Regions from separate parts of the Capsicum annuum genome. Here region 1 is linked to region 2. Evidence: chromatin contacts called from public Hi-C data. All regions are on one chromosome and are shown on one strand. The core of a region is the stretch at or near the end of the contact, and the rest is flanking DNA. Distances in the headings are between cores, read along the strand shown. Region 1 holds the start of LOC107863366 (receptor-like serine/threonine-protein kinase At4g25390). Region 2 has its middle 12 kb from the start of LOC107863365.

What was found. A called contact is a pair of places that touch in the nucleus more often than the background predicts.
Region 1: a contact with region 2 is called in a Hi-C map of leaf, with 2.2 times the contacts expected there. The contact joins the promoter of LOC107863366 here to the enhancer-like site in region 2. A contact is called at or near these places in 3 of 5 Hi-C or Micro-C datasets (bud, leaf and placenta).

Annotation. Positions count from the first base shown.
Region 1 is chr3:184,969,415-184,973,476 of UCD10Xv1.1, reverse strand. It overlaps LOC107863366 (receptor-like serine/threonine-protein kinase At4g25390), which reads right to left and starts at 2,747. Exons shown (of 1, transcript XM_016709249.2): 1 at 318-2,747. The coding sequence starts at 2,528. The coding sequence ends at 456.
Region 2 is chr3:184,893,322-184,897,437 of UCD10Xv1.1, reverse strand. No RefSeq gene overlaps it. Among protein-coding and RNA genes, the nearest start is that of LOC107863365, 12 kb to the right of the region's middle. Within about 2 kb of position 2,562, at least 5 of the 5 cell types and tissues checked have an H3K27ac peak or open chromatin away from gene starts, as enhancers often do. A contact at or near this core is called in bud and leaf, where this site is marked.

The sequences.
Region 1 (4,062 bases), core at 1,498-3,997, 76 kb before region 2:
CTCCTTCACATTTATTTAATTCATTTTTCATTTTTAGGGAGGGAGTAAGGGGTTTTAGGGAGGGAGTAAGGGGCCGGTGTGCAGCCAAAGCAGTTATAGTAATAGATATTCACAGTCCAAGATAGTTGTTCAAAAGAAAGGACAATACACAAAGGAAAAGAAAGGGATGTTAGCAGCCAATGTTTGGTAATAGCTATCAACTGTCCAAAATAATGGCCCATAAGCAGCAGCCTGGACACAAAACTCATCCAATTGTTACTTAGTTTGCAGAAGGAAAAAGAATCACAGACTCCAACATAAAATTAAAACAATAAGCAGAACATGTAACATAAAATCCATTAAAAATGTTAATTCTTTGTTTCCTTCTCTTCTTTACATCATAAGTCATCCACATAAACAAGAAATTGCAACAACATAAACTTCTGTTTTGTACAGAATTGAAACCTGATTTAAGCTCACCGGACCCTCTTGTGGGACTTGAATGGGAACCGGGAGGGGGGTGAGGGTGAAAGCTCAACTGGTAACTGGGGAGCTTCTAAATCCCCAGAAAGCATCCCCACTACTTCTTTCATTGATGGTCGGCAGGCAGGTGACTTCTGTAGGCAGAGCAAGGCAACAGTGATGCAGAGTAATGCTTGTTCTTTGTCTAATGATTCAACAGACTGGTCAACCAGGTCAAGGAGCTTCCCTGCTCGGGCAAGGTGACGTGCCCAAGAGAGAAGATTAGCACGCTGGAATTCGGACATGGGTGATCCTGTCACCTGAAGTGGCCTGCGCCCAGCAATAAGAACTAACAAAAGCACTCCATAGCTATAAACATCACACTTTTCAGATAGATCCCCACAGCTACCATATTCTGGTGCAACATAACATACAGTTCCTCTCATGCTTGGTGTGCTACTAATGCCACCACTTTTAGGTATCTCCCCACTAGCAGAATCATAACTGTTCTTACGAGCTCTCCGAAGCTCACTACTAAATCCATCCAACCACCAATCCATGCTACTTTTACTGCTCCTGCTCCTGCTCCTTTTCTTCTTCTTAGCACTATACAATTCATCATCCCTCGGCCACCAAGACTCACTATGACAATCATCACTAACTGAACCTATTCCACCCTGTTGCTTCTTCTTTTTCTTTTTCTTCCTAGCAAGCTCCTCACAATACTCCTCCTTCCACCACTCCCTTGCAGGTCTCCTCTTCTCCTTCTTCACATTTTTTTCATCATCTAAAGAAACCCACCAATCTAATCGCTTCCTATGTTTCTTCTTTTCTGTTTTTCCTACTGGTCCTGAACTCGACGAAGCCCCAATCCACTCCGTCTTCGGCCTCTCCTTCTTGATCTCATTTCCAATCCATTCCATTACATAATCTTTCACCACTCCTGAATCTGTCCCACCAGTATCTTGCTTCCACCACCAGTCTTTCCCTGTAATACTCCTCTTCTTCTTCACCCCACTCTTCTTATGACCAATTTCAATCCCACTGTCTATACTTGACCGATCAAAATTACCCTCGGAAAGACTCGTTTTTTCTAGACCCTCAGATGGAGACGCCATAGCTGCCACCGTTCTTGGAGATACCACAGGGGCCTCAGGTGACAATTCCACCCCAGTAACAACCGTCTCCGGCGACGCCTCGAGTTTAACAAAACTCTCCGGCGACTGCTCAACTCCTCTGTGAAACTCATCTACACCATTAACAGTAATCACACTCTCTGTATCCTCAGCCACCGACCCATTATCCTCAGTCCCCAGTCCTCCCAAAGGACTCTCCTTTCTCACTTCAATCTCAACGTGATCCTCTACTTTCAACCTTGCCAATCCAAAATCACCGATCTTTGCATTGAAATTATCATCCAATAGAATATTACTAGGCTTTATATCACCGTGAATCGTTGGTGGGTCACAATAATGATGCAAATACTCTAACCCTTTAGCTATATCAATAGCAATCGACAATCTCTTTTTCCAATCCTTCAATTCACTACACTTGCGATGCAAAAGACAGTCCTGTAAACTCCGGTTAACCAAAAGCTCATAAACCAGCAACATACGACGGCCTCTTTTGTCAGACGAGAAACCGATAGTTGACACAATATATTTCGAATCGATTTTTCCAGCGAAAAATAGCTCGTTTTGGAATTCACGCTCGCCTTGTAAGGACCCTGAGTCCATAACTTTAACGGCAACAGAGACATTGGAGTTGGAACTCGGGCTTTTGACAGTTCCTCTGTAGACTGGCCCAAACCCGCCTTGGCCTAACCGAAGCAATGGAGAGAAGTTAGAAGTAGCGCGGCGTAGTGAGTTGTATGAGAATCGATGGGGAGGTTTTGACTCGGAATCGGAAGAGGGTACGGTTCTCTTCAGGCTGATTTTCCGGAAGCAGAAAGTGAAGAGAATAAGGAGGGAGGCGGCAGCGGCTATTCCTCCGGCAAGTGGTGGCAATAGATTGTGGCTCTGACGGTGAACAGCCGGCGACAGCTGCAGCGGTGGCGGTGGTAGTGAACGCAGTTCACGAGATGGCATGGTGAAAAGAGAAAACGGAAATTACAGAAATGATGGATTTGTGCAAGTGAGAAAACTACATAGAGTTATGGTTGCCTAAATTGGATCGGAGATTTTCTTCTTTTACAACCTTTAAAGATGTTGAACTGGGACTGCTTTTTGCTTGCAGAGGTATATGGCTTTTTGTGCATATCTTTATTTTGTTTTTATTTATTTTGCTTTTCTCCTATTCGACTTCACAAATCACAATATTATTATGCATACAGATGTATAAGTCTCTGCTTGTGGTCCCTTTTTAGTCAAAGCCCCCACCTGTTCTTTTTTTTTTTCCCCCCTTTTCAAAAAAAAAAAAAAAAACTTATATAAATCTCAACCTAATTACTTTCTATTTCTAACTTTTTTTCAAAATTATTAAAAATCTCTAATTTATTTATACATCACTTAATTTTGCACAAATACATCACTTAACTTTACAAATACATTATTTCCTTTAATGGTGTAGATGAGCTTATAAGTAAAATTAGGATTTATATAATTATTTAAAAAAATTAAAATTTTAAATAGTTATGGTAAATTAAGTTGTCTGCTGTTATTTTACCTTTTTCCTTTCGCATCTTATACTCTCTTCAAATCCTCTTTCTGATTTAATATTTATCATTTTAAAAAAATCAAGACATCGTTAATTATTTATTTTCACTTTTTACACCTTAATTATAAATATAGAGATATTAAAATGTATGCAAAAATAAATGTTAAATTGAGAGGAATACAACAACAATAATATATTCAGTATATTTTCATAAAGTGGGGTTTGAAAAGGATGACGTGTACGCAGTTCATATCACTAATTCAAATGAAGTAGAGAGAATGTTTTCGAGATCCTGGCTCGAAACAGATAACAATATAACAAATAAAAAACAACAAAATGAGATAACACACTGTTAAATAATAAAAGAAACAAAACACTGATAAACTAATACCATAAAATATCTATTCAAGATTACAAATATCAACACTACGAACAAGAAACTACATGCACAAACACAAATAAAGCACTCCTCCCTATTATTACGGATGCACTCATACCCACTAACCATCTACCCTAATTCGCGTCCTCAGCACATTTCTATCAAGGGTCATGTCCTTTGTAAGTTATAACTGTTCCATATTATGCCTACAGGGGCACCTCATGAAAGTTCGTAGACTAAAGCAAAAAAATTAATTTGAGGCCTTAAGAATTAAATAAAAATTTAATATGATTTGTTTTGAAGTTTATCTTTTTAGATTTTTGTGTGACTAATTCTTATATAGTTAGTTCTAATAATTATTTTTCAATTGATAATATAATTAATCGTTGAGATATATAGATTCTAACAAACAATTATACACAAAATACAGCTATAAAATGAAAATATTTAAAATAGCTTTGATGAAAAATTAGATGAGTTTAGATTTAAGAAGTTGAAAACTTAATATCAAAATGTAACCATTTGCAGCATAATTGTTGAAACATTTGAAATGTGAGCAAAACATAAAAAGAACACCAAATATCTTA
Region 2 (4,116 bases), core at 1,313-3,812:
CATCATCATTTTAAATTTTAGTAATATAAAGTCTCCACTTTTTACCATTCACCACAGAGCGAAAGAATTTAGAAGTAACTACCCCTTCAATAAATCATTTGATTTTGGACTTTTGTTTCTAGAAGGATTCTTCCTTTTTGTAAGCTATAATTAGCTCTGCATTGGATTTAAGGTTGTTCTATTGCTAGTAAAGTTGTCAAGGATGAAGTTGTTCTCTAATGTTTCAACCTTGTTTTCAAGTAACTTGATCTTGTCAATATGTTACCAACCGAATATCTAGAACATTCAGAGAACATTTTAGTAGTATATTTGAGTTTGAGGTAGAATTTTCATATTGGCATACTGTCGCACCCCATTTTCCTCCCAGAAAGTGGGATTCGACGTGACAAACTCTTTTTGGGATTGTTTGAAGGTAGAGTGTGAAGAATTGCCACCTAACGTATTATTAAGGTGCGTTAGGGCACCGGTCTAGGCTACTATAAACCTATTTTGTTGTTTAGTCTTAGTTCACCAGAGTTCGGGTAAGGGTTTAAATTACTTCAAAAGAAAGGTGTTAGTCACCTTTCGAGGTCCATAAAGGTGGTTTCCGGCCGAATTCATACTTTACGTGGGGATTTTATGCGATCAAATAAAGGTCTCTTATTTTATTATTAATTTAATGTTTATCTAGGTGATAAAGAAATTAACAAACATTTCACTTAATTATGTCTATTAATCATCTAAGTGATAAAATCAATAAAAATATGTAAATCAGATAAGCGAGGAGAAAGAAATAACATAATTTACAACAAAGGGGACTGATTTATAATAAATTAACTACCCCACATTAATGAACATGTAAGGTAAATAAGAGAATAAAAATAATTTGTCCAAGTCAAACAAAGAAATGTTTTGGTTTCATTCGGATCAGAACCCCAACTTGTTTAATCATCATTCGACCCATCGGCCGAACTCTTAGACAAGTAACAATGTCATTAGTCTTACCATTAATTTTTCGTTGGGATCATCACTTTCGAATGACTACCCATTCCACCCGACCTAGGCTAGATGTCAGGTCTAAGGGCGTTCTATAACAAGGATAAAACTAACGTCTCTTAGTAATACTTATCGTCCCACCTATCGTCCAAGAGGCATTGGACTTTACTATTTTGGATTTGTGTTCTAGACAAAAATAAAGTTATGTTGCCTAGGACTCGAAGCGCGTAACACTTTGGAGAGCAAGTAGCACATAAGAATCCCAAGTTAGCCTCTTGATTAATTAACGTCAATTAATGTGATTAACATGCGAAGACAAATAATTACTCATTAATTATTAACCTATAGGTGTGATATCTAATGTTCAACAAATGGTGATAGAAGACAACTGTGATTTGTGTATGCAACAATGTGTTGTTAAGTATTAAAAGAGGGTGTCAAAAGTGTGATAAATGTGTCAAGGAATATAATGCCATGACATGCTAAGATGCCTAACACTTAATGTTTAACATGCTAGAAATATATTTATATGTTAACATGCCATCAATATGCTAATATGCTTGATGTCAAATAGTGTACGAGCATGCTAAAATACTAATATGCTTGATGTCAAATAATTTAGTATGCCAATTTTCATAAGTTCAGGAATATTTAATAAACCGTGGATAATGATTCACTTATTAATAAATCTTAAGCTTGTACCTAAATGACCCACGTAGCATGTAATGCACGTAAACCCTAGGTTGTGCCTATCTATACCGTTCATAGAGCATGTAAGTCTCAGACCCCCGAAGCAGTCCCCCAAATTTATTATTACATCAATAACAATAATGTATTTACAAATTTTACAAACCAGATAATAAGTAAAATAAGAAGAAAGAAAAACAACTAGCTATGAAGCATAACATAGTCAATTCATCATCTCGGGGACTCTTCGGAACCCCCTCCCAATAACACCTGTTGAATATAATAGAAGAACTATGCAAGCACGGGACAAACACACACATGGTCTGGCATATTGAAACGATTAAACACGACACAACATATAAGGAGCAAACAATTGTTTCAACTAATCCTATAGACATGCTTTCTAGTATGTAAATACATTGATGAGAGACTTACTAGTGCAGCAAGTAAAAGAAATAAATAGAGTCAAGCACTTGTAAGAATAATAGCAGGATGCTTCTAGTAAGCCTCGAAGGAAAACCAAAAGAAACCAAGTATCTAATTGCCTCGTATTAAAATAGCAGATGTTTTGTTTAAGAGAGAAGTAATTATAATTGCAATTGTAATTGTAATTGTGGAACTTCAGAACTGTGTTAATTGAAAGAAGAGGTTGTTTATATAGTGAGGGAAAAACAAATCAGCCTAAACATAAAAGGAAGGGAGAATATTTTTAGGTAATTAAGGAAAAGTAAAAGGAAAATAATATTTTAAAATCAGTCAAATAGTCAATTAAGGTAGAAAAATTATCCAGTTTTACCATAAATATGTAGGCAAAATATGAAGGCACTCACGTGGGAATATCTGCTACTTGCCTTACCGAGAAAACAATCAATCACCAAAAATCACAATCCCTTAATTGGGTACGAACTCAATGTGCCATTAAAGAGTAATATAATATAAATGTGTCATAAACATCAATAAGCCACAATCTTAAGAGAGGAGAAATAGTCAATTAGAAATCAGTTACAAATATTCAAGAATCAAAATTGACTAGAATACCTATCAAATCTAACCAAGAGGGTCAACCCTTTTATTCAACAAAAATCAAGCAACTAATATTTGTCAAGAATCAAGCAAATATACAATAATCAGTGAGAAAAACAAGCACCTCGTTTAAATCAAATTCCACAAAAGAAATTGAGGTTAAAGAAAAAATCATATGAATTTGGGGTTTTCATATATTTCGCTCTAGATGGGTAAACAATCAGAAATTCAAAGAAGTTGAACCAATGTTCAGAGGCATACGTAATCAATTTGAATCTATGAGCAAAGGAGACACAAAAAAACAATAAAAGAAAATAGGGGTAGATTCATGTAAAACTTGAAAAAAAAAAACCTGCAACGAATTGACATTGATAAATCTGGCAAGTACTTGTAAATTCCTTTATATCGAACTTCAATCGGAGTCAAGGACACTATAATGGCAGCGTCAGCGATAAGAATGACTGTTGGTGGCGTGGCTGTTTTCGCCGGTGACGGCATTGATCGCTGGGACGGAGCCAAAGGGGGCAGAGCCACAACAGTTTCTCGCGGGGCTGGCTGGAACGACGACTTCTCATCATTGGTTGGCTTTTGACGGTGAAGAAGGTGGTAGTGCGTGGACTGGAAGAAGCGGTGACGCGCTTAAATAACATTGGTCTCTATTTGTTATTCCTTCTCTGTTACCTGCATCTTTACATCGCACTAAATAACAACGGTTAGACATGTAAGAAATAAATAATTGATAAACTAAACGTGAATGCAAAAATAAAGAAAGCATATCTGTTGTATTGTGAAATCGTGTGATCAGCTGCTTGGCTTCCCATTGTAGGATCGACTTTTAGGCTTCTCCATGCATCGTGAAATCATGTGATCAGCTACTTGGCTTCTCATTGTGGGATCAGCTTTTGGGATTTTCCATGTATTGTGAAATCATGTGATCAACCACTTGGCTTCTCATCGTGGGATCAGCATTTGGGCTTCTCCATGCATCGTGAAATTGTGTGATTAGCTACTTGGCTTCACATCGTGAAATTGTGTGATCAGCTACTTGGCTTCTCATCGTGGGATCAACTTTTGGGCTTCTCCATGCATTGTGAAATCGTGTGATCAGCTACTTGGCTTCTTATCGTGGGATCAACTTTTGGGCTTCTCCATGCATTGTAAAATCATGTGATCGGCTGTTTGTCTTTTCATCGTAGGATCGGCTTTTGGGCTTTTCCATGCATTTTGAGATCGTGATCCATACGTGCCACTTTTAGCTTGACTTGGCAGAAATGATTAGTGCAGATATATGTGTGTGTAGAGGATTGAACATTGTAGTAAACAACCATAACGGTAAAGATAATAGAATATGAGAAAGCGTATCTGTCATGTCGTCGGATCGACTGCGAGGCTTCTCGCCATGATGTTGGATTGTATATTATGCTTCTTCGT